Linked DNA regions of Mus musculus: regions 2, 3, 4 and 5 are each linked to region 1. A link is a contact called in public Hi-C, HiChIP or PLAC-seq and promoter capture Hi-C data. All regions are on one chromosome and are shown on one strand. The core of a region is the stretch at or near the end of the contact, and the rest is flanking DNA. Distances in the headings are between cores, read along the strand shown.

What was found. Promoter capture Hi-C pulls out the DNA fragments that hold promoters and counts their contacts. Hi-C and Micro-C count contacts between places; a contact is called where the count stands out from the background. HiChIP or PLAC-seq counts read pairs in DNA pulled down with a chosen protein or histone mark.
Region 2: a contact with region 1 is called in an H3K4me3 HiChIP or PLAC-seq map of forebrain, with 7 times the contacts expected there. The contact joins the enhancer-like site here to the promoter of Dtd1 in region 1. A contact is called at or near these places in 6 of 39 promoter capture datasets (cranial neural crest, frontonasal cranial neural crest, liver and 3 more), 5 of 115 datasets of contacts at active chromatin or transcription factors (VIP interneurons, embryonic forebrain, embryonic limb bud and 2 more) and 2 of 9 other capture datasets (embryonic stem cells and macrophages).
Region 3: a contact with region 1 is called in a promoter capture Hi-C map of pre-B cells. The contact joins the promoter of Dstn here to the promoter of Dtd1 in region 1. A contact is called at or near these places in 11 of 39 promoter capture datasets (the C10 cell line, the HPC-7 cell line, cranial neural crest and 6 more), 1 of 484 Hi-C or Micro-C datasets (CD4 T cells), 3 of 115 datasets of contacts at active chromatin or transcription factors (embryonic stem cells, extraembryonic endoderm stem cells and large pre-B cells) and 1 of 9 other capture datasets (liver).
Region 4: a contact with region 1 is called in a promoter capture Hi-C map of embryonic stem cells, with 4 times the contacts expected there. The contact joins the promoter of Slc24a3 here to the promoter of Dtd1 in region 1. A contact is called at or near these places in 6 of 39 promoter capture datasets (cranial neural crest, embryonic stem cells, hippocampal neurons and 3 more), 1 of 15 datasets of contacts at CTCF or cohesin (pro-B cells), 3 of 484 Hi-C or Micro-C datasets (all in uterus), 10 of 115 datasets of contacts at active chromatin or transcription factors (VIP interneurons, astrocytes, bone marrow-derived macrophages and 7 more) and 1 of 9 other capture datasets (macrophages).
Region 5: a contact with region 1 is called in a Hi-C map of uterus, with 5 times the contacts expected there. The contact joins the enhancer-like site here to the promoter of Dtd1 in region 1. A contact is called at or near these places in 4 of 39 promoter capture datasets (the C10 cell line, cranial neural crest, embryonic stem cells and 1 more) and 3 of 484 Hi-C or Micro-C datasets (all in uterus).

Annotation. Positions count from the first base shown.
Region 1 is chr2:144,597,112-144,601,736 of GRCm38.p6, reverse strand. Dtd1 (D-tyrosyl-tRNA deacylase 1) reads right to left here and starts at 1,784. Exons shown (of 6, transcript NM_025314.3): 1 at 1,646-1,784. The coding sequence starts at 1,688.
Region 2 is chr2:145,528,961-145,533,585 of GRCm38.p6, reverse strand. All of the region lies in intron 6 of Slc24a3 (solute carrier family 24 (sodium/potassium/calcium exchanger), member 3), which reads right to left. Among named protein-coding and RNA genes, the nearest start is that of Gm14092, 24 kb to the left of the region's middle. Within about 2 kb of position 2,520, at least 28 of the 459 cell types and tissues checked have an H3K27ac peak or open chromatin away from gene starts, as enhancers often do. A contact at or near this core is called in VIP interneurons and forebrain, where this site is marked.
Region 3 is chr2:143,913,179-143,917,803 of GRCm38.p6, reverse strand. Dstn (destrin) reads right to left here and starts at 2,473. Exons shown (of 4, transcript NM_019771.2): 1 at 2,157-2,473. The coding sequence starts at 2,159. It also overlaps a transcript of Bfsp1 not described here.
Region 4 is chr2:145,165,969-145,170,593 of GRCm38.p6, reverse strand. It overlaps Slc24a3 (solute carrier family 24 (sodium/potassium/calcium exchanger), member 3), which reads right to left and starts at 2,819. Exons shown (of 17, transcript NM_001356497.1): 1 at 2,397-2,819. The coding sequence starts at 2,535.
Region 5 is chr2:145,109,481-145,114,105 of GRCm38.p6, reverse strand. No RefSeq gene overlaps it. Among named protein-coding and RNA genes, the nearest start is that of Slc24a3, 56 kb to the left of the region's middle. Within about 2 kb of position 2,150, at least 1 of the 459 cell types and tissues checked has an H3K27ac peak or open chromatin away from gene starts, as enhancers often do. A contact at or near this core is called in uterus, where this site is marked.

The sequences.
Region 1 (4,625 bases), core at 535-3,034:
AAGGAGCCAAAGCTCAAAATTTAAATCTGTTGGTGATAACCACATCAAGTAGACAGCTTCTCCCCCCCAAAGAGCAAAACCATCTTTCATCAGTGAATTTTTCCAGTTTTCATGTGCTCAATATTTACTGAAATGTTATTAGAGTCCCATAAACTCCTCTCCTATTCTGCTCCTTATTAGTCCAGGATGATTTCCAAAACCAAAGTTAACAGAACAGCTTGCAACTCATTAAGCAGGATTAGAAGGTGGACTCTCGAGTCTAAATATGTGGTTTGGCTACTTGGTTGGGGAGGAGTCTTGGGTCTAGCTTTAAACTCAAAACCATGTATTTAGTATAAAATGGTTTAAAGAAAAAGATATCTGTATTGCTTGATCTGAAGCTTTGGTGAGGAGGGGGAATCTTAGAGACTCTTTTGTTGTCCAATCTGCTTTCTGTTGTCCAATTCCTGGGCTCAACACAGCTCCTTCCCCAGCCTCCAAAGTGGCTGTGACTACAGGCCTTGGCATCTGACCTGAAAATGTACTTCTGCCTCTATAAACACAGCTGGGCAATGGTGGTAGACACCTTTAATCCCAGCACTTGGGAGGCAGAGGCAGGTGGATCTGTGAGTTCAAGGCCAGCCTAGTCTACGGAGTGAGTTCCTGGCCAGACAAGGCTAAACAGAGAAACCCTGTCTCGAAAAGGAAAGAAAGAAAGAAAGAAAGAAAGAAAGAAAGAGAGAAAGCAAGCTAGCTAAATGAGTGATGGGTAGACTTGCTGCCAAGCCTAATTCCATGAGTTGAATCCCAAGGACCCACATGGTGGTGGCACATCTAAATTGTTCTCTGGCCTGTTACACACAGAAACACACACACCAAATAAATAAATGTATTTATTTCTTTAACTTAAAAGACTAAAAGAATGGCACCAGTCGTTTCTATTTTTTTAACACTTTTCAAATAACTACAGTAGCTGGATCCTGAATATTTCAACTAGCCTCCCACATTCAACTGATGGCTAATGGCTGAGCATCTGGGTCTATATTAATTAATGGGAAAGAGAAGCACGTCATCTTGAATTCTGTGGTTCTGACCCATGGCTGAAGGTTCAGAGACCGACATCCAGGTGCAAGCAAGGGATGTTCTGCACCCAGTGAGGATGCCAGCAGATATTTGCTCAAAGCTGCCAGAGCTCAAACAATTAGCAATTCCTCCGTCTGTCCATTTTATCATGAGCCAAGTTCTATTTTAAAAAGAAAAGATATGCAAAAGGGGGTTGTTAAAATGCTACATCTCAGACAGAGCGGTGGATAAACGAGCGATTCCGCTCCGGAAATCTCCCCTATGTGTTGTTTGTGCAACAGTGCATTCAACAACGGGCCCTGGGGATGCTCACAGGTTCTGGCACCTTGTCTGTGAGGAACACACACACACACTCACAAAGATAATGATGATGATTATAATGGTGATGACGACGGAGATGAGGGTTTATGTAGCAACGAAAGCACGGAGCCTGAACCCATGAGCGGCCAGGCACGTGCCGGATCTTCTCGGCCACGGCGCTGCCCAGAGGCTGCCCGGTAACTCGGGGCTGCGGGGAACCCTCACACGGAACAGCGGGTCGCGGGGGTCAGAGGCTGCTCTCTCCCCGGCCCGCCCGACTGACCTGTGACGCTAGCCCGAGTGACGCGCTGCACCACGGCCTTCATGGCGGCGGCTGTAGCGACTGGAATTTGCTGTGTGGTCAGACCTTGCGACTCCGCCGGTGGCTCCTCGACCGGCGCCCTCTACCGGCAACACCGGAAGAGCTCCGTGAGGACCCATTCCACAGAGCTGCGTCCCGCCCACGTCGGCCACACCTATCCAATTGGCCCCGCCCATGTCAATCACCCTCACCTGTCACCTATGCATAACCTAGTCCATTTGTGGTAGGCGCCGCCCTATCCACCCCTGAACTCCTTCTTAAGCACTATAGTCCCAAACTGCCAGCCTAGTCTCCACTATGTCCAGACACTCATTAATTTCTGCTCCAGTTTCTTTCTCTTTCAGTTTTACCCTTAAGTTTTTTTCCTGCTTTTCTCCCTCTTTTCCAATCCTCCGGTCACAGATTTTCCAAAATCTTCACTTGTTCTGTAGCCTCAGCAGCAATCCTGTTGCTAAAAACAAAAGGACCTGCTGCTAACATAGCCATTTAACTACATAACTATTGATTTACCTTAGACACAATAGTTAATAGGTCTATCAGTCTAGAATTCTAATTCCTTCCTAATACAAATCTAATACTTAGCCCTATCATAGGGTTGTTAGGAAATTTGGATGGGCTGTAAAGATGCTTAGATGGCTGCAAAGAACTGTATAGCTATTACTGTACTAAGTTTTCATCACTAAAAAATAACATCTTCATAGTCCAGTGGTAGTCCATGTGTTTATAATTAAACAAAGAAAAAGAAGAATGGGGGGGGGGGGAGATAGTCCCAGCTACTTGAGATGAAGCGGGAAAGTGTTTTAAGTCCATGAGTTCAAGACCACCAATGTGGGCAATGTAATGAGACTTTCCCTTAAAAACGAAATAGGAGTATCAGAAAAAGTTCACCCATTTCAGAGTGTCTTTGCTTTGAACGCCTCTTCCAGGATTAGCAGATTCAGAAAAGCATTTGTTAGAAAGCAATTTGATAGAACTGTTATTTGGCCCGAAATACTCTAAGGAATGGTGGTTGAACATCTGTGATCCAAGCATTCTGGAGGCTGCAGTATGAGGATCACGCTGAAGTTCAAGGCCAGCATGAAATACAGAGTGAGATGTTGCTTTCCCCCTCACCCCCCCAAAAAAACAAAAACAAAAACAAAAAAGGCCTAGAAATGTGTATTATTGTGGGGTATCCATCAGATAAGACTACTCAGACCGGGGTTAAGCCAGTAGAAAGTCTTTATTAGCCAACTGGCAACTACACTGGGTGTTCAGGATCTCATTAAAGCTCAGATTCTTTTAGAGTGAGCATTTAAGCAAAAAAAAAAAAAAAATTCCTCGGTTGACATACTTCAGTTAATAAGCACAGTTAGGCTAAAGCAATTACAGAAGTCAAAAGGCAAGCTTAGTGCATTTGATAGATTCGGTCTTCCTTTTCACTCTGGCAAGTGGTACTATCTACATACTGAGTTTTATGGAGTCAGTTGTGCTAAGGACTGGGAGCCTTTTATATTATGCTTAAATATTAAATAGTGAATGCAAAATTGCATGAGTTAAATTGTCAAGGATACCACCAGCAGCAGCAGCAGCAAGATCAATGGGTGTCAGTCACATGCTTCCTGATATTGAAGGATACAGTGGTAATTCTGCAACAACAAAACTTAACCTGGGGCTAGAAGTGTAGCTCAGTGGAACATAGTACTTAGCTACCATGTAGGAAGCCCTAGGTTCAGCCCTTAGCATCATATAAGCCAGGGATGGCAACACTTACCTGGAATCCCAGCGCTCAGGAGGTAGAGAGGCAGGAGCATCAGTTCAAGGGTGGAACTGTACAATCGAAATGCAAACTGCACTGCAGGAGACTCTGCATCTAATTGTTTAAAAAACCTAAATCAGGAACATTCTATCAAGTAGTCAGTTTTTCACATCCAGGGAAAAAAGTCTGGCTCAATGGGTAAAGGCACTCCCTGGGGGCTGGAGTGATGGCTCAGTAGTTAAGAGCACTGGCTGCTCTTCCAGAGGTCCTGAGTTCAATTCCCAGCAACCACATGGTAGCTCACAACCATTTGTAATGGGATCCAACGCCCTCTTCTGGTGTGTCTGAAGACTGCTGAAGTGTGCTCACATATAATAAATAAATAAATCTTTTTTTAAAAAAGAAAAAGAAAAGGCACTTGCTGCCTTTAATGACCTGAGTTTGATCCCCAGACCTCTCCCTGACATCACTAAATGTCCTCTGAGCTCCACATGCACCCTATATCACATGCAAATGCATGTTCACAGACGTGCACACAAAATAAATAAAATGGGAGAAGACTGTATTATGCATGAACTTTGGTACATCCTGGCCAGGAAAAAAAGAAAAGGGAGAAAGTTATTAGTAGGATAACAATAACTCCCTTTGAGTTGGTATGAGCCCACTGATCCAGCAAAGCACTGTTTATAATTGTGGTTTCATTACAAATGATTCATATTTGATTAAAGACCTTTCTCTAAATAACTGATCTACAATATTATTAATTTGGTTCTTCCTAATTAAAAAAGAAAAAAAAATTAGTTTGCTCTAAGTAGTTTCTACCAGAAAAGGAAATCAGACACCCCCAGACTGAAGTTAGAGATTGTTGTGAGCCCCCATGTGGGTGCTGGGAATTGAACCCAGGTCCTCTAGAAGAGCAGACAGTGCTCTTAACCATTGAGCCATCTTTCCAGCCCCTTATGCTCTTACAGTATTCTATTGCCCCATGAGAGTAGAAGTCTAGCAGTTTATCCTAGACTTCTGTCCTGCTCTGTCCTGCCAGACGCCCCACTCCCTTAGCTCTCGCCCTTCCGTGTCTGTAAAATCTCTAAAGATGGGAGATGTTTTGTAAGGTACCTGCTGCTGGTTTCCTGAGTGCTGAGGACTTAACCAGTGCTCTGTTTACACTCAGAGAGCATTCTACTAGAGGCCCCCTCAGCTCAC
Region 2 (4,625 bases), core at 1,271-3,770, 930 kb before region 1:
GCAATGTAGGCTGGATTTATTTAGACTCATGGTTGAGGGGCTACAGTTTATCATGGTAAGGAAGATAAGGGCATAGTTCAGCTCCTATCTACGATGATGGAAACCTGCCATCCAGCTTGTTACATGTCATGGACCAAGAAACAGAGAGCTTGGGTAAGAGGCCAAGGCTACTTCTTCTAAAGTCCACCACCACTAGTGACCCACTTTCTCCCAGCTCAGCCCAAGCTCCTAAGAGGTTTCACAATCTCTCCAAGCGGTGCCACCAGCTGGGGACCAAATGTTCAAACACTTGAGCTTGAAGAGGTCATTCCACACTCAAATCATAATAGCCCTCAAGATGTGAGGACAGGAATCTCTGTTTGGTACTGAGCCGATTATTTCTTGTCCTTCCCCACCAGGCTGTAGTGGTGGAGAGCTACACCTATACTATTTTTACTATTTTTCCCTTAATAGTCAAGGAAGCTAAGTCATAATGGGGTCAAGCAACTTCCACAGGTCACGTAGTCAAGATTCAGGGAGGCCAGAATTAGGAGGAGTCAGCCTTAAGAACCATATAAAAACCCTGGCTCGGTGCTTGTACATTTAATACAAGATGACTGATATTTACAATCATTCTCTCTGCCGAGGGCCAGAATTGGAGCCATACATCTTAAATATTTGCTTCTATTAAAACTGGGAGAGTCACATTTCATTAGAATGCATCTTCATTTATGAGAGATGACGGATGAGCAAAATTCTTTTATTTTATTGTCAGAGAAATTAAGAAAATATATTTCAGCTTGATATTCTTATTTTCTTTTAGATCTGTGATGGCAGAGCTGGGTTTTATGATGGTGTTGAAGAATGGTCTTGAGATCCTTGAGAGATTTCAAGAGAATGTGAAGGTTCTTATTAGGGGTGCTCCTGGGGCCTAACTGCCCACGGAGAATTTATGTAGGTCTAGGGAATGCTGTGTTCTTATCTGTGTATGGTTCATCGAGGCTGAGCTGGCAGAGTCAATAGCCAGAGCTCCTGGCCAGGCAAATGGGGGGGGGGAATGGGGGCTTGCCCTCACTTCCTTAAAAGTAACTATTTCTTATTTTGATTTGGGTTACTACTTTCCTTCAAGAGCATTGAGGCATCCTCTCAGCAACACTCCACTGGGCCTGAGCCTTCACAGTGAGCATGGCCAAAGCATCCCAGGACTGTGGAGGAAATGTGGATTTGAGAAAAAAAACTACACTTCACCAGGGTCCCCCAAGGGACCCTCCTCAGCTCGTCTAAAAAAAATCACTTGTTTGCCTCATTCTAGTCTTTTCTCCATGCTCCCAGAACAGAGTTGACTCTCCTAAGAGACTGTCCACTGGCAAGCAGAATCCTGGCTACCATCATTAACACAATGTGAGGACTCTGATCTTTGTGACAGACTTTCAAAGTCACTAGAATGTAGCAGAATTAGGTATCAGTATCAGAAAAGGCTTCAGAAATCCCTTTTATCCACTGCCATATTTCAATCATGCCTTTACTCCACCACTGGGGCACATATAAACGTAGCTCAGGATGGAGTCTGAGTTCTAAAAGGAACCGTGATGTGATCTTGTTTTTCATGCAGAGATGACTGGCCACCTGGGGAGCCAGCCTCAGCATTTTCTGCAGGAGGTTCCCTAACAAAGGGGTTCAAGGGCACCCCAGACAAATTATCTTCTAGACCATGGAGAAGAATGTGACAGTCTAGGATACCTCTTCTTTCATGAGATGTGTGCTTCTGGAGCTCCTGCAAGGAGGTCCCTTAGCACCAGCTTCTGTTTGCTCTTCAGACATGAAGAACACACATTCTGCAGGCAAACTGCTAAGCTCTGAGTCCTAACTCTGCTTTCCCTGAATGCACGGTCTGGGGCAAGTTTCTCTCCTTCCCTTTCTGAGTTCTGTTTTCTTATCTGTAAAGTGAGAAAAACACAGTCTCTACATTATAGGATCAGTGTAAGGATGCAATGAGTTAATTCATATCGTTCTCCATTAACTCCACTGAGATCCCCCAAAAGATTAGTGATTAACAAAAAAGATGTTCTTAATTTACAATAAAAACAGATAATAACGTGGAACAGGAGACAGTTGTATATTGTTTTTTAAAAAGGAAAAATAAATGATTCGGTGGGGAGGCAGGACACGTGTCTTTGGAAGCTGCATGCTGCAATAATCAAAGACAGCCAGAGTGGAAACAAAAATCAGGTTTACGGCATCGTGACAGAGATCCGTGAATGATCTGAGAAGGCCACGGGGTAAGGACGAGCCATTCTGCCACAGCCCCAGTCTCCCCACTGCTGGCCCCTGCACCACATGCTCCAGTTTTCATTTTCCATGTTCCAACTGCAGCCCCAACTTGGTCTTGGAGGAAAAAGAGTCACAAACAAATAAAGCCTACTCAGACCAGATTTCCTCCTCATTTCCCAAGGAGTGGCAACTTGCGTATGTCTCCCTGTGGGAAAAGGAGGATGGACCTCCTCCTCCCTGCCATGAACAAGAAAAGTGGGCCCTTTGTTGGGTCTGGGCAGGACAGAATGTCTTGCTTTGCCAGCAAAACCCAGATATTTGGTTAACAAAGGCCACTGTCTATGTGTTCTGCACATGAGCCAGAAAGGCTAATGAACAGCACTTATTTCTCCTCATTTGGAGAGTCAGGATCATGTCCAGGATTAAGACTTCCATTTAAATGTAGAGGTGGATCTACTCAGAAAGAAAGGCTGCAGGGTGGGGATGGGTGGGGGTGGGGGTGGGGGTGGGGGTGGGGGTGGGGGTGGGGGCATACATGATTTTCTTCACATATGTCCATGGAGATTGGCAGCAATGATGATAACTGTTCTAGAAAAGGTTTTGCCACATTAGAAAAACAAAACCAGAAAGCTCATAGAATTTCTCTTGGTTTACTCTGCTGCTTCTTTATTTTAAAATTGCAAATTGAGTCCTTTTTGTCTGATGTTACAGACTGTCTGGAGGTCAAAGAGCCTGGAATAAAGATGGCCTGATGGTATTGCAGTCACGTATGAGATGAAGAGCTAGCTAAGCTGTTTGGACATATGAAGTGTCTGGGGGTGGGGTGGGGCATAGAATAGATGGGTCAAGTGACATTGTCATCAGTGTGTAGATCACAATTGTTTATGTCCTGCTTTGCCATCTTCCAAATCCTGACTGGTAGGAGTCTGTAAAACTTTGTCAATTTGGAATTCATGAACATTGATTTTTGAGATGGGCAGTGCTACCCAGGGTTTGTACGGATCCGATCAGCCAGAATTTTGACTACAAAGCTCCGTCAATGGGTGTCATGTCTCCTTGATAGCTGAGTTGCTTAGTGAGGAAGACTGATAGTCACAACGGCTACCAAGTAAAGTTGCAGATAGACGATGGAGCTTTTAGTTAAAAATGTGGGTTTGTCTATGGGTGGGGCCTCATGCAGGCAACTAAGAGATGAGGAGAGCAGGAGTTTCCCGTAGGCATGAGCTTCCTAATTGGTTATCCAATACCAAGTGGTCCTCCCTGAAATCACACAAGGGAACACGGTTCAGACCGAGTAGGCTGTATTTACTACTTAGGCATGGATAGAAACAGAACAATTGAAGAGAGAGGATGTGAATTGAGATCCATGTGAGGGGAGGAAAGGGAAAGGGGAACTAGGTATTTTCACTGAAACAATTTAAAGGATAATAACTTAAAAAGTGAAAGTTAACTTTTGATTAATAAATATATTTTGCTATTTCAGTGTCCCTCCCGTGTTTCTGGATCTGACAGAGAACTGCTGACTTCACAGAATTTTCAGTGGAGACAGGCTCTAACTTCTCATGGCCAATATATCACCACTAATAGAGTTGGTAAATATTCTGCAGCCCACTTTCATTGTTCAAGCTAACTGTCCTGGTGTCCTGTGTGATTTATCGCTTTCCTTCACCGCCATTTTCAATGCACCACCCTCTCTCTTAGTGTCACCTCTGGGAAGTCCTCTGAGCCCAGCAGCCACCTCTTGCTATCCCTCCAGCTGCAGAAGCCTCTGGAGGCCCACAGTATTCTCACTGGTTTCCCTGCAGCCACATTTTCTCCACAGATCTATCTTAGTGACTAGACTGGCTGGCCAGAGAGTTCAAGATGTCTGCCTCCCTCTACATTTTCCTCTCCTCAGCACTGTGGTCATAGGTGCATGCTGCCATAACTAGCTTTCATATAGATGTTTGGGATTCAAACTCACCTTCTCATGTGTGCTTGGCAAGTCCTTTATGACCTGACCCATCTTCTCAGGCAGGACCCAGTCTAGTCTTACCTCAGGAGGCAGGCAGAGATGTCCCTAGGGAGGTCACAGACTAACACTGTTATTCTCTCCTCATAGACCAGAGACATCTGTGTCTTTGTAGTAAGTCACCTCATGCATTTCAGGGACTACAGTGGTCTGTCTGTTCACAAGGTATGCGCTCTCCGTTTAAAGTGTCTCAGATTTCGAGTGTCATCTGAGTCAGTCTATATTTGAAGTGATACTGTTTTCTTTGGAGTGGAAGGGAGTATTCTGTACCCCATCGAACTATCAGCATTTACGGTAGTGATCTTCTTGGAAATTCTTTATAGGCTAGCATCTCCAGCATTGTGCATACTCTAAACCTTCCTAT
Region 3 (4,625 bases), core at 1,224-3,723, 680 kb after region 1:
ATGTGCAAACAGAAGATACACTTCCCTCCTGTGGAAAGGGGCTTTTATAGACATTTATTGTGATTATTTTGTAGTGAGACATTTGAAAACATGACATCTCATTTCTCTAATTTCAATTTCCTTTATTCCAACTGCTTCTAGAAGACATAATGAGTACCAGGAAGTAATTCTTCTAATTTAAAACAAGCCCATATGTAGTTAAACTTTAATCTTCCCATTACCACCCCAAAAAGAGGAAAGGGGGTAGGGATAACTAAACGCACTCAGGAGTCCGAGAGAGTAGAATGCCAGGCCACTCTGGCCTAATCCAAGGCCCCAACTCAAATATAAAAATACAAAACCAGTGTTGTTCTTGACACCCGAAATCCTAGCACCTGCATCGCCTCAAGTTCAAGTCCAGCTTGGGCTTCACAGTGAGTTCCGTGTGGTTCTGAATTACAGAACAAGATCTGCCTCAGCAGCCTACTACCAAATGTAAAAAGGTTTCAAATACAGAAAAGTGCTAGAATCTGGGATAATAAAGGAAAATCTCTCTATCTCTCCCTTCGCCCCACCCCCCATTCTCTAATAGCTGGACTGAATGGAGATCTTCTGTGCTTATAAAACCAAACATAGTAAAGTCTGTGTTCTAAATTCCTCATTCTTAAAACATATCCAGAACTGGCAAACTGGCTCAGCAGGTGAAAGTACTTGCCAGGCAAGTCTGACAACCTAAGTTCAATTCCCAGAACCCACAGTGAAAGGAAAACTGGCTCCTCAAAGCACCGTGGCACTCCCGTACCCAAGTCCTCAGACCATAATAAATATATCAGTACTTGGATGTAAGAATGAACCCACCTTTAGTTTTTATTTTTGTCTCCCCCAAGTACCAGGAAATCCAACAGACTCTATTTTCATTTTATTTGAATGTACACCGAACAAAAAATTAAGCTTTAAAGCCAAGCTTTTACGTTTAGAATGTTTGGCCCTGTTTTAAATACTTTTGCATTCTCAACTAAAAGAAGACTGGAGAGCAGACACCAGTTCACTTTATTACACTGAGTGCTCAAATTTAAAAGTTTATCAGCACTCAAAACCTTTGGATTTAGTCTTTACTATAAATCAACATATACATACACTTAAAATCTTGCTGAGGTTCAACAGACTTCAAGGTCTGAAATATTTGTAGCTCATAGCATTAAACCCAAACATGACTTAATATCAAGGCACAGCTAAGCATGGTCCGTTTTCAAGAAAACTATCCATTTAATCTAATGAGCCAGCCTGCACCTGCAAGCCAGTTGCTATATCCTAAGAAAAAACCAAAGTTGTTATTCAGTGAAAACACTCTGTAGACAGATAAGTGGGTACCAACTGTTTCCCGGCGCACAGATGTAGCAACAGGATAGTATTTCTAGCAGTGAGGCAAGGCCTTGCCAGCAAATCATTGACCAAAAATGGTAACATTGTGCAGACTACAGTGACAAAATGTTCCACCTGATCGCCCAGTTGAGATACTGTTTTACAACCGATTTGAGTAACACTTTGGAGGTAGAGAAGTTTGTAAATTAAGCAAAATCTCTACCATCTCAATACAACGAATGTTTCTCTTTTTAAAGGGCTGGAGTAATTATACGGGCTTTCTGAAAGTTTTTAAATTTGCATCTGAAAAGCAACAACATCATGTCCAGGACTTGCACCCAAAGTTGTGGTAAAGCCTTGTTCTCAGGTAAAGGCAAATTTCTAGCATGGATGAATGGACCCGGCAGGGAAGGGTTAAAAGAGCCACTGCCAAGCTTGACAAGCCCAACGAGAGTGCCACTGAAGCTGATTGCCAGATACGACAAACAAAGCCACGGCAAGGCCACCCGGTTCTTAATCACGCTCACTAGCAATTACTCCGCCCTCTAGAGTGTTCAATAAAATCCTTTTCCTTCTCAGTAAAAAGGGCTGGAAAAGCTCACGGGTCACCAAGCTGGCCTTGGAGAAAACCGCGCCCACACGGATGGTCTCAGGTTCGGCCGCCCATCCCGGGGATCTACCGACTTCGGGATCGAAGGCAGCGAGGCCGGGCCGAAGGGGATCCCGGGCGGCGGCCTGGAACGGTGGGCATGATGCCGCCCAGGAGCTGCCTTGGAACCGACCCCTCCCTTAGCACACGCCCGAGGATCACTCACCATGTTCGCTGGGGCGGACTTCGGGAGGAGAGCTAGGAGCCTGACGGCAAAGTCTGTGCACCTTCGTCCTCCGGGTAGCAAAAGCAGGAGAGCAGGCGCAGGGCGGACGCGGCAGCTCGAGCTTATTAAGGGCGGGCACGAGTTCCAGCCAGACTGCGGCTGCGCGCGCCCCTCGCTCCGCCCACCGTTGCTACGCAACAGGCCGGCCTCCCCAGACAGGCCCCACCCAGGAGTCCCAATAGTCTCCAGACAACTGGAAACCCCTCTCCAGTTAAGGGGAGTGCATGGGTTCCCCGCCCAGAGGAGCGCCCGGGCTGCTGCTCCGTGAAGGGTGGACACAGGACGCTCCGGGGAATCTGGCCCTGCCCTGGAGGCGGGACCACGCGATGCCCCGCCTACCGCGCGGCCTTTGCCCATACATGGAAGTCGCCACCTGGCCAGGTGTGCGCGCCGCTAGGGGCGGGGCCCCGGCGCGGAGTGGGCGGGGCGAATGCCGGTGGGCGGGTGCTCTGCTTGGCGACGAGAACTCTCAAAACGGCTCTCAGGGACCGCGACCCGCATTTTTTTACCTACTTTGGTGCTGTTCCCACCACCCAGTCCTGATTGGTCAGCGCGGCACTTCGGGCCGTCGCGTGAGAGGGAAAAATCTGCACAGTTTTCCTCCTTCCTGAGGCGACCGTGGCTGATCAAAGTGCTGTGTGAGTCAGCGCTTATTCCAGGACTGGAAAACAGGAGTGATTTGTTTATCTTCTGAGCGGGCTGGGAGGAGGCCCAGTGGCCCGCGGGGGGTGCGTGGGGGACGCCGCGTGGCCCGGGACTGTGGGCCGGGCCCCGCCGCTGCGCTTGGGGGTTTCTCATTGGGGAATTGTGTTTTCCTAAAGGGCGGTTGCACGGAAATACTGCTTCCACAGGGCCACCCGCAATCCTAGCCTTGTTTTCTCCGGGTGTTTTTGTAGCGAATAAAAGGAACTCGTAAGACGTGGGATGATCACCTCACTTTTGAACTGAATTTAGGCAACGAGAACATCAGGATCTCTATAAAAAAAGTCTTAATTATCTAAGAAGGCTTTTGGGCAACATGATCGTTGTTTTTCTTTGTTTCTGTTTTCTGGGCGCTATATAAAAAAAATCTACCCTAGGTAGCAAACCGCGGTTCCCATTAGTTTTAAGGGTTTTGTTTCTTTCTTAAGATTAAAGGCAAGTCGTGGCAATTCTAATCCCTTACTGCATTGCCACGGGGTGTTTGGCAGGCTACGGCAGTGGCGTCAGAATCACCTGGAGAGTTTGCTCAAAGATTTCTTAGTTCTGGCTCCGTGCACCTAGAATGTAACCTAAGAGTTTGCCCTTTTAACAAGTCTTTGGTATTAATAATTGGTAATCACACTGAAGAGAAAGAACCTACATCCAGCTGCAGCCCGAACCCTTCTGGCTTATTTTTGTTTTTTTTTGGGGTTGGTTTTTTGTTTTTTTCTGCTCAGGACTCTGACCCCACTAAATGAGACTTCATTTAAGGACGGTTCAACCTATCATTGGTGTTTCGTCCTCCACAATCCTGTCCAAATACAAGAATGCTGTTTACTGCATAAAATTTTCTGTGCCTTCTTCCAGATTTTTTTTTTTTTTTTTTTTTTTTTTTTTGTCCTGGAACTCACTTTGTAGACCAGGCTGGCCTCGAACTCAGAAATCCGCCTCCCAAGAGCTGGGATTAAAGGCGTGCGCCGCCACCACCCAGCTTCTTCCAGAATCTTAAGCAAGTCTCTCTGGCTCCTCTGCCTCTAGCCTCACTCCCTCTCCTTATGGATTTGCCCAGTAACTGTGTTCCTATCACCTGCCAGCCTGGATTTTTTTTTTTTTTGACATATTTCCAGCGAATCCGTTTTATGTCTTTCCATAATCATTAACTTCATGGAAATCAGGGAACGGGGAGGGGACACCTTTCTTGGGCTTTCATGGATGTTTTGTGGCTATGAACTGTTTTTTTTTTTAATATATTTGCCACTGTTCCCAGATCAAACTGGGAGTCCCAGAAAGACAGAAATTTGGGGTGCGTTCTACATGAAGGGGCCCAGCCCATCAATGTGCTACATGTTTAATAAATGTTTTCCTAAGTGAGCCAGTATCTGAAGATGGTTTAGGATTTGTCAGACAAATTAATGTATCTGCTCACCGTAACCTCAAATGAACTCCCACCGAACTTTAACCCCCACATTTACCCCCAGTTGCTCTAGCTATTTTTATTCTTCTCATTCTGAGAAGGATCAAATTTTAATAAAATGCTATATTGACCAAATGTTGAAACCTAATTCCCAATGTGATGTAATACTATTTGAAAGTCGGTCTTTAAGCTAACCTAGGTTGTCAGGTCAGAGCTTACAAGAGTGGGAGAAGATCGCAGTGTATGAATAAAGAAATGGTTCTGCCGGTCAGTAGTGGCCCACGCCTTTAATGCCAGCACTGGGAAGTAGAGGC
Region 4 (4,625 bases), core at 1,570-4,069, 570 kb before region 1:
ATTACCTTTGGTTATTAGGAAGGTACCCCCCCCATGACCATATGAACACCACAGTCTTGCACCCTGAAGCAAGAAACAGAGCTGAGAACAAAGGTCACCTAAGGTTGGTTTATACCTCCACACCTCACTTCCTATATGACTTCACTCAGTCACCTTTTGTGAGTCCCAGTATCTTTAAAATGAGGTGAATTTTGAACCCTTTGCCAATGACACAAGGATAGTATGTAGAATGCCCCCCCCCCAAATTTCAGGATAAGAGTCTCTGCCCTGATGTTTATAATACTAAATGGCAATTCCCTAGGCAAAAATATCATTGGAAGATCTCTATGTGGTAAATAATCTGTTTAAAATTATCTCGAAAGAAGACTGTGTCTTGCTGCTCCAACACGGCTGTGCTTCACCTATTGAAAACATCAGTATCTAATGCAAGAAAAGGTGACTAGAGACCGAATTAAGACTAGCAAGTCATAGAGTTGGGGGTGGGGGCTGTAAACAGAGCCTGCGTAGCAAGGTCATTAGCATTGTTGGGTTTTTCCCAACTAAGTCTTCTTGCTATGCATGGAAGTGTTCATAAACTGGACATTAGCAGACAGGCTAGAGAAGTGAGAAAGAGAAGAGAAAGATAAACAAGAGAAGGAATGAGATGGGGGCATGCTATGGAATGATGTCTGAGTCAGTAACACCTGGAGAGAAATGTCAGGAAAACTATCTCAAAAGGGAAGAGTAGTCATCAGATTCTAAGTTCACAGTGTGTGATGCCTTATCAGCCCAGATATTCCAGCATCTGGTGGTAGCAGGAACGGAAACCCCTGCAATTGATCCACTTAATCCTATGGATCACATTCAACATCCAGGACAAATGTCTTTTATGCCCTGCAAAGTGCTGGGAAGCCTGTTACTCACAGGCTCCAACCTGTAGAGAAACGGCCACCAAGTGATTTGGAATAACTCTTGCCAACGGAAGCATAAACTATCTGCTGGCTTCCACTCACCCTCTTCGGGACAGTCAGTGCATACTACTTAGCAGGTCTGAATCTTCCCTTGGAAAAAAGTCTCACTTCATTCAAATAGTACAGCCCACCTCCCTCATGTCAGTACCCAGGGCCAGAAAATCAGAGATTCAAAAGCAATAGAGAGAGTCATGGAGTCTAAGGGTTTTGCTGAAGACCAGGCCCGCTTCTCTCCTATTACCATATATGATGAAGTCCGTAGAGAGATCTGCTAAGTTCAGAATGACCCCTGAGTTTCACCATGAGGCACCACACCAGCCATGGTGAGGGAAAACCCTTTCTTGATTGATGGCACCTTTTAAAATGTCACCATCGCTATCAAAATGCTTTTATTGTGTGCTTCAAAGCACCACGTATTAGAACTGTGCCTATCTTAACAGTACAGCACATAGCTGTAACTGTTTTACCCCACAATCATTTATTTGTCTGCTTCCCCACAAACCCTGATATTCGAAAAGCCAGGATAAGAAATCATTTTACGACCGTTATTCTTTCAAGTCTTTCCTTTCTGTGAGGTTGTTTTGTTTCTTTTTCTTACACAGCTGCACCCCAGAGTCCAAATTGTTTCCAATGGACAACTGTTTTGAGCACATTTCTCCCCAATGTCTATTTTAGCTCCAAAAAAAGCCAAGGGCAAAGATAAAACCAAACTATCGTGTGTGTGTGTGTGTGTGTGTGTGTGTGTACAAGTGTGTACACGTGTGTATGCACCACCAGCCAAAGCACCAAGGAAAAAGTGGGCAGCATAGAGTGGTCCGCCCCCAGCATCAAGTCGGTGAAAGGAAGCAAGCCAGCCTTGAGAAATGAATCCATGTGTTCCTGCTGAGCAACCCTTTAAGGGAGCATGCCCATTCCTAAACCCTGACTGGTAGCTATCACTTTCTCCTAACGGAAGTAAGTTCCCAGCACCTGTTCTTGGATCGCAAAGATGGCAAGGAGCATTCTCCACTGCCCACCCCACCTGTTCTGTGTGGAGAACACGTGGAGAACCGGCTGTGAGCTGGTCAGCCTACCCTGCATTCCCTCAGTAAGCCAGGAGTACAGGTGGTTGGTTACCTGCACAGGTACTGATTGCTGTCAGAACAACTTTATTACTAGCCTTGGTAGTGAAAGGGTCCCTCCCTGTCACCGCCGCCACTACCAGCCAGGCTGTGGGAAAGGGGCAGAAGGCAAGAGGAAAAGGTCTTCTTGGTGCCCAAGGGGTCACTCCTCCACCGCTGCAGTCCTAGAGCCCAGACCCCTTCCTCCCTAGCCCCGCAAGAGACCGGAGTGTCCCCGTGCCTGTTCGGTGTGGCTGGACCCAGCGCAGCTCGCCGGGCACCGAGCCCCGAGAGCCCGAACTGCTGGAGCCGCAGCGCCCACTCGGGGCAGGCGGCGAGCACTCACCCTTCTGCTCTCGCAGGCTCGACAGCGACCAGAGCAGCAGCGCCACCGAGGCCAGGAAGCAAAGCTGGCTCAGCAGAAGGTCCCTCCGCCGGCGGCGGCTGCGGCGGCGCGCGCAGTCCTGGTCGCCCGGCGGCGGCATCCTCGGACAGCCGGGCGGCGTCCCTGGCGGGCGGCGTCCGCTCGGGTCGCGGGCGGCCGCGGCGGGGACGGCGGCAGGAGGCAGCCCTGCGCGCAGCAGCCGCGCGTCCTCGCTGCGTTCCCACCCGGCCGCCGCCTCCTGCTTTCCCTCCTCCCGGCCGCTGCCGGTCTCCACGCCGTCGCCCTCGTCGCTATCGCTCAGTCCCTCCTCCCCCGCCGCCTCCTCCTCCTCGCCGCTCGCCCGCACCGCCGCCTCCCTGCGCTCGGGGTCCCTCTCCTGCTCGCGCGCCATGGCTCCCACGCTCCGCGCCCGCGTTCGGCCTGGGGCGGCGGCGGCGGGGGCGGCCGGGAGGCGGGGGCGGCGGGGGCGGTGGAGGAGGAGCGGGGAAGGACCGGCGAGAGGAGGGCCGGCCGCTGGCCACCCGAAGCAGGCCCTGACCTCAGGCTGCGGGAGTGCAGCTCGGGGTCGCACTCCAGTGTCCACGCGGGGGTGGGTGGGTGGGGGACTCGGAGCCGAGCGGCGGCCGGAGCGCGCCAACAGCTAGAGTGAGCGCAGCTTCCCGTACCCCACGGTGGGTCGGCGGCAGGGGGGCTGCGCACGGGAGGGGGACAGCGCCCGGGATGCTATGAGTCGCTGGCCAGCACCGCGGGGAGGGGGCGCAGGGAGGAGACTGGGCTGTGGAGGGAGCCCGGTGCACAGCCCTTCAACCCTTTGGTGCCCAGAGAAAGAGGCGGTGCGGTGGGGGAGGCCCGCTAGGCGGGATGTGGATAGACAGATCTCCACCAAGGAGGACTGGCCTGAAACTTTCAGAGAAAAGAAGGATTTCCTTGGCCCTCTTCCATCCGTTGCCTTAAGCTAGAGCGTCTAGAGTGTGCTAGGTGGCCAATTCCTAGCCACTGGTCCTGCCTCCTGCCGCTGGCCTCAGGGGTTCCCCTCTGCCCCCTGGTGGGGATCCCGGTGAGCCAGGCTCAAGTCCTGAAACTGGCCTCCTGGGGGGGTTTGGCTTATTAGGGTTGTCCTGGCTTCCCCCTCTGGCTAGGGTTCACATTTCGCTCTCTGAGGAGCTGAAGCAAGTCCAGTGTGTGGCTGAACCTGAGGGGGCCCTAGTAAGTTCCCTAGGAGGGAGACTCTTGGCCTTCTACAAGGACAATCAGTCCACCCCTCCCCCAAGATTAGAGCCCTAGGCCCCAACTCCCTAATTCGAGTTCTTCTGCCCCTGCCTATTAAAGATGTAGAGGCTGACATCCCCACCCCTATCTGCAGTACCATTGAAAAGGGCACCTAGTGATCCCAGGGGTTCACTCCCAGGGGCTTGGACTTCCCTAGCCTCATCCCAGGTACCTGCCTGCAGGATGGAAGACACACGACCCCAGAGGAAGGGAAGAAGAGATGTGTTTCCAAGTGGTGGTTAAACTTAAGTCTTATTCCAAAAGGATGGTCCTAGAAATCAGATATATGTTTGGATGGCTCTTGGGCCTGAGCAATCTAGCCCTCGGGAGTTGGGAGGAAGTGGGGAAACTCCATAGAGACTTCTCCCTGCCCAGGTCACAAGGGACCCACAGGATCAACTGTGAGTGACCTTCCATCCCATATAGTGTCAGATGTCCCCTGACAACATCTGGAGACATGGAAAGTGATCACAGGTGGTTTGTTTTCTGCTGAAGAGCAGAATTTGCTTTCCATGTGTTTATTCCCTCCCACTCCTATGTTGGCTGCCCCATATCCAGAGCACCTTCCCTGCAATGGCTAGGTGAGTCTTTGCTTAGGTCACCAGGTAACAAAGGAGGAACGCAAACTCTTCAAGTTCATCCAGATTGGAGCATCATGGAGAATTCTCCAATTCTGTCACCACTATCAAGCCTTCTTGATAGTGGTGACCCTTGAGGAATTCAGAGTAATCTCGACTTGTTAGGAAAGACACTCATATAGTGTCTCTAGTGGAAGGCAGGGAGGTGGGTGGGAGATGGGGATCTGGAAAATGCTGAGTCGGGGAATGAACACTAACTCATCGTGGGGTAGAAACTATCATAGACAGAAGGAAATGTGTGATCTGGGGGTTGGTGAGCATGTGTGTAAGGAAACGGGAGGAC
Region 5 (4,625 bases), core at 901-3,400, 510 kb before region 1:
CCAGATGGCAAATGTTCTAGAAGTTATGTTCTACAGGAGAGATATTCCTAATAGGCAATAAAGAAGAAGGATGAAGGAAAAGAAAAAAATAGAAGAGGTGAAGCAGAGGAGAAGTGAGGGAAGGAAAAGGAAAGGAAATGAAGAGGAATATGGGGAAGGGATAAATTAAACAAGATACCCCCAAATGTAAAAGACCAAATTTTACAACTGGAAGCCTGCAGGATGGCTTATGGAAGCCTACAAACCAGACAGTATCTACACAGGGCACAGACCTCAACTAAAATAGAAACTTCTTTTGGAGACATATAACACATGTGCACACACATGTTCACATATCTGCAAGCATAGTTCAAAACTAGTTCAGTCTGGCAATACCATAGTAGCGATGATATTGCAAGCTCACCTCCAAGTCTAGCTTTGCAGTCTTTGATGTACAGCCAATGACACACACTCAACACTGGAGAATCCAGGTGGGATCATTCCCAGTATTATTACTGCTGCTTCATAAAAATGTAAGTTCGATAGCGAACCCTGGTGTATGTTTCAAACTATGGCTTCTTCCTGAATGTCCTATGAAGGCCGAGCTCTGTGGTGTTTGGCCCAATGAAAGTTTTAGCCACTGTGTGGCTAGCAAACTATTAGTCAAATACTAAATATCATAAAGTGGATTGAGAATTGAGTTCATTATCAGAACTTCAAAATACCAGGATTTTTAATCCATGCATTTGGAAAGAAGAAAGTGAATTGGACAACCTCCCAAATCCCTTCTTGTACCTTAATGAATGCCCTGTGGGATACAGTGCAGTATAGTCCTACAGAGAAGGCTATGGGTGGGCTTTCTGTGAAGTTGTTTTTATGTTTTGTTGTAGGCTTACACGTATTAAAAGCTCTTAATTTTGCTTGATTTTCCCATACCCCCTTCTGTGGGGATATTATACCCAGCCCCAGAGTAGATCACAGTTCACAGCATGGGAAACCCTAACACTTAGTGGCAGGCTAAAGACAGCACCAGGAGCAAATGGCCTTTCTGGCTGTAGAATGGATTCAGTTTCTGCTTCCCTCTAAAGGCATCCATCACTCTCCTCTTCTGCCCCATGGCTCCGACGGGATGGCCAGCAGGCATAAGTGCAGAGCTTGGTTTGGGGAAAGTAACTGATGTGGGACAAGGGAGTCAGGGTGGAGGAGAACAGGACACACTGATAAAATAATAAGAAAGACTACTGACCTCTTTCCCCCGGAGTTCCAGGAGTAACATCAGCAAGCACAAGAATGTCTTCTTCCATTTCTACCTTCTACCAGAATTCTTAAACAAACAAGTGTATGCATATACCAGTAGAGAACCACAGGTTACCGTGCCTTCAACAAGCTTTTCCATCTTAAATAAACAACACATATACACAGTGATTTTCTTTAGTTCTTCTGAGCACAGGACTCTTCAGACTCTGTTAGTAGAGCTTGCCTTTTCTGAGCCAGCAGGTAGCCCTAGCATGTTGTGAAGAAGCCGTAGCTGACATTCTCCATGAATCCTCTAATGTCAAATTGCCCTTCATTTCTCTTAATGTCCAATCTCTTAACTAAACCTGACCATGGAGTGGTTTCTTCACATGTATCATTTACCTTACCCTAAAAAGTTTCCCCCAAAAGTAGGCAGAGAGCCTGGCTAAAGAGCTGGAGCGTGCTAGCTCATCAACACAGGGAAACTTTATTTTAGGACGCCATAACCATTTGTTGTAGCTAATTGGCATTATCTTTTAAGCAATTAATTGTTCTTGTTTTCCTGAAAGAATTTAACAAACTAAAAGGCCCAGGAAAGCTATAGAGGTTGCAACCCCTCCAATCATTCGGTGGCCAATAAAGAGATTCCCTGAATTTCTAACTCAGGAGTCTGGGCTGACAATTAGTGCGAACCACTGAACCATTTTCCAACCAACCAGGACAAGACACCAGAGAACATTTGCCTAGGCTACTTTCATGGGAAGAAATGGGAACATTTCATCTTGAACTGGCTGGATGGCTAGAGCTGTTTGCTGAATCCTAAGATTCAGAAACTCAGGATTCTCGTTTTGAAAGTCTTTATTTCTACTAAGCCTAAGTAAGATACAGACCTTGGCTGCTACTAGCTTCACACCAATAAATAGATATTTATGTGTCCTGCTAACAAACAATGGTCACAGGTCTTCAAAAAGTTAGCAATCCTATTTTGGGGAAGATAATCCCTGGCTGAGACATCAAAAAGAAAAGACAAATTATCAACAAATAACTTAGCCTGAAGTATTTCAAACACACCATAAAATGAGTTGTGAAGGATTTTATAGACTAGTTGGGCTGATAAAATTCTTCCTTATATGTAGAAGAGCTCAAATGCTCGGTAAAAAATAAGAAGACCTTTGCCAAATGCATAAATAAATATCTCTCAGTTCTGCTCTCATGGATTCATAGTACATTTTCCAATTTCTCTGGCCCAGATTTCACACCTTTGCTTTGACTGTTCCCAGAATCATGGATAGTCACTTAAACAGGAACCATACCATAGCCAGGTGCTATAGAACAGGTTTCTCTAAGCAAAGGAGCTTCCACCTTCCTTGGATCAGTTGCTTGCAAGAGACAGTCATGAGCTGTTGATGACTGATGATGCCTTCAGGAAGGAAGAGATAGAAAGGGTCATTGGACCCTAACCTGGGATTCCAGCCACTTGTCTGCCACTTGTCTGACTTAATACTGGGTGTTCACAGGGACTCTGGAGATATTAAAGTGCATAAGCTGGTAAAGGTGAAGTAGAGTTATGACATCCTTCTTGGTGTCTGTGAGGAGCCACGATCTGTGAAAAGTGAAGATTTTAAAACATGGATATTTGAGGGTCATCCAGACTTCTGTAAGCAACCCCTTGCTCATGCTCTGTATCTACAAAATAGATAAGGTAACACCATCCTGTTCTGATTTCATTTCATATAACTTAGATAGTTCTCAGCCCCTCTACCCACCTCCCACCCAATGGTCACATCTGCCTTAGCAACATATCTGAGATTTCCATAGCCTTGACCACAGTCTGGATGCATTAACCAAAAGAACTGACAAGTTATATCTAAAATAGCTACTATGCTCAGTCAGGGATAAACATTTCAAGGTTACTCTAACCATCAATTAACTTTGATATAGGTTATGGTCTTTGTGAGGTTTGCCTTTAAGAACTCTGTATCCTTGAGCTTGGACACCAGTAGACTTTCAGAGACACAAGCCCACTGTTGGTCTGGCCATTAATAAAAAGGACCTAAAACTTCTCATTGGTTTAGTCAGAGTGGTTTTCAATAATATCACATGGAGCATTACAAGTAAACCCAATAATCTCGGTTGTATGCTTACCAAGAAAGCTGTAGGTTAACCTTGGCGGGGCAATACTTACCAAGAAGGCAGAGTACAGCTGGGAGTGGCAAGCATGCCTGTAATCCCAGCACTCAGGAAATGGAAGCATAATGACTGTAACAAGTTTGAGTTCTAGGGCATCCACAGCACAAAGGGAGACCCTGCCTCAATGATAAAGATGCAGATGGGTAGGTAACAGACTGGTCAGGCAAGGTGGTATCTACCTGTAATTCTAGGAAGCTTATTTAAGAGGACTGTGAGTTCTAAGCCAGCTTTGGATACATAGCAAGACATAAAAAGTTAAGTTAAAGTAAAGACAGTGCAGTGGCTGTGGATGCTGGTGATGCCTGGCCACATCCTCTCAAAACTCACTATTCCTGTGAATGCTGATCCACTAGGTCTTTCCAACTACAAGTGGTTTTGGTCGTTGCCAAGTCAAAGGCCATATCTGATACCCAGAACTGCCGTGCCTGGGCACAAGTAGATTGGAAGCACTAAGGAGTTGATACCCCTTTGGAACAGCCTTAAACCAAAAGCAGATAGAAATAGACAAATACCCCAGCATCGTTGTCCCAGTTACCTCAAAGTGCAGTAAACAACATACGCAATGTTGGCTTTTGTGATGGTTTGTATATGCTAGGCCCAGGGAGTAGCACTATTAGAAGGTGTGGCCTTGTTGCAGTAGGTGTGTCACTGTGGGTGTATGTTATAAGACTCTCATCTTAGCTTCCTGGAAGCCAGTATTCTGCTAGTAGTCTTCAGATTAAAATAAAGAACTCTCAGTTCTGCTTGCATCATGCCTGCCTCGGTGCTGCCATGTTCCTGCCTTGATGATAATGGACTGAACCTCTGAACCTGTAAGCCAGTTCCAATTAAATGTTGTTTTTTGTAAAATTTGCCTTGATCATGGTGTCTGCTCACAGCAGTAAAACCCTAACTAAGACAGCTTTCTTTTATTCTTTGTCTTGTTTCCCCTTTCTCTTTCCTAAGACCACTTCTCCAATAAACTGCTACTTCCCTCCTGATTAGACCTAAGAAAGCCATTCGGCATAATGCAATCACTCATGGTCACAGATATAGGCACGGGCATTTTTGAACTTACCTAAACACTTTGCACATAGATAGGACTTAAGGGAACTCACAATTATTTACTGAACCTCTTGTACATAGTTGGTGCAGTAGACTCTTAAAGACATATTTTATCCTTGAAGAAATTGAAGCCTTTTATCTGATGCCTATTGCTGAAAATACAGGAATTAAAGCTC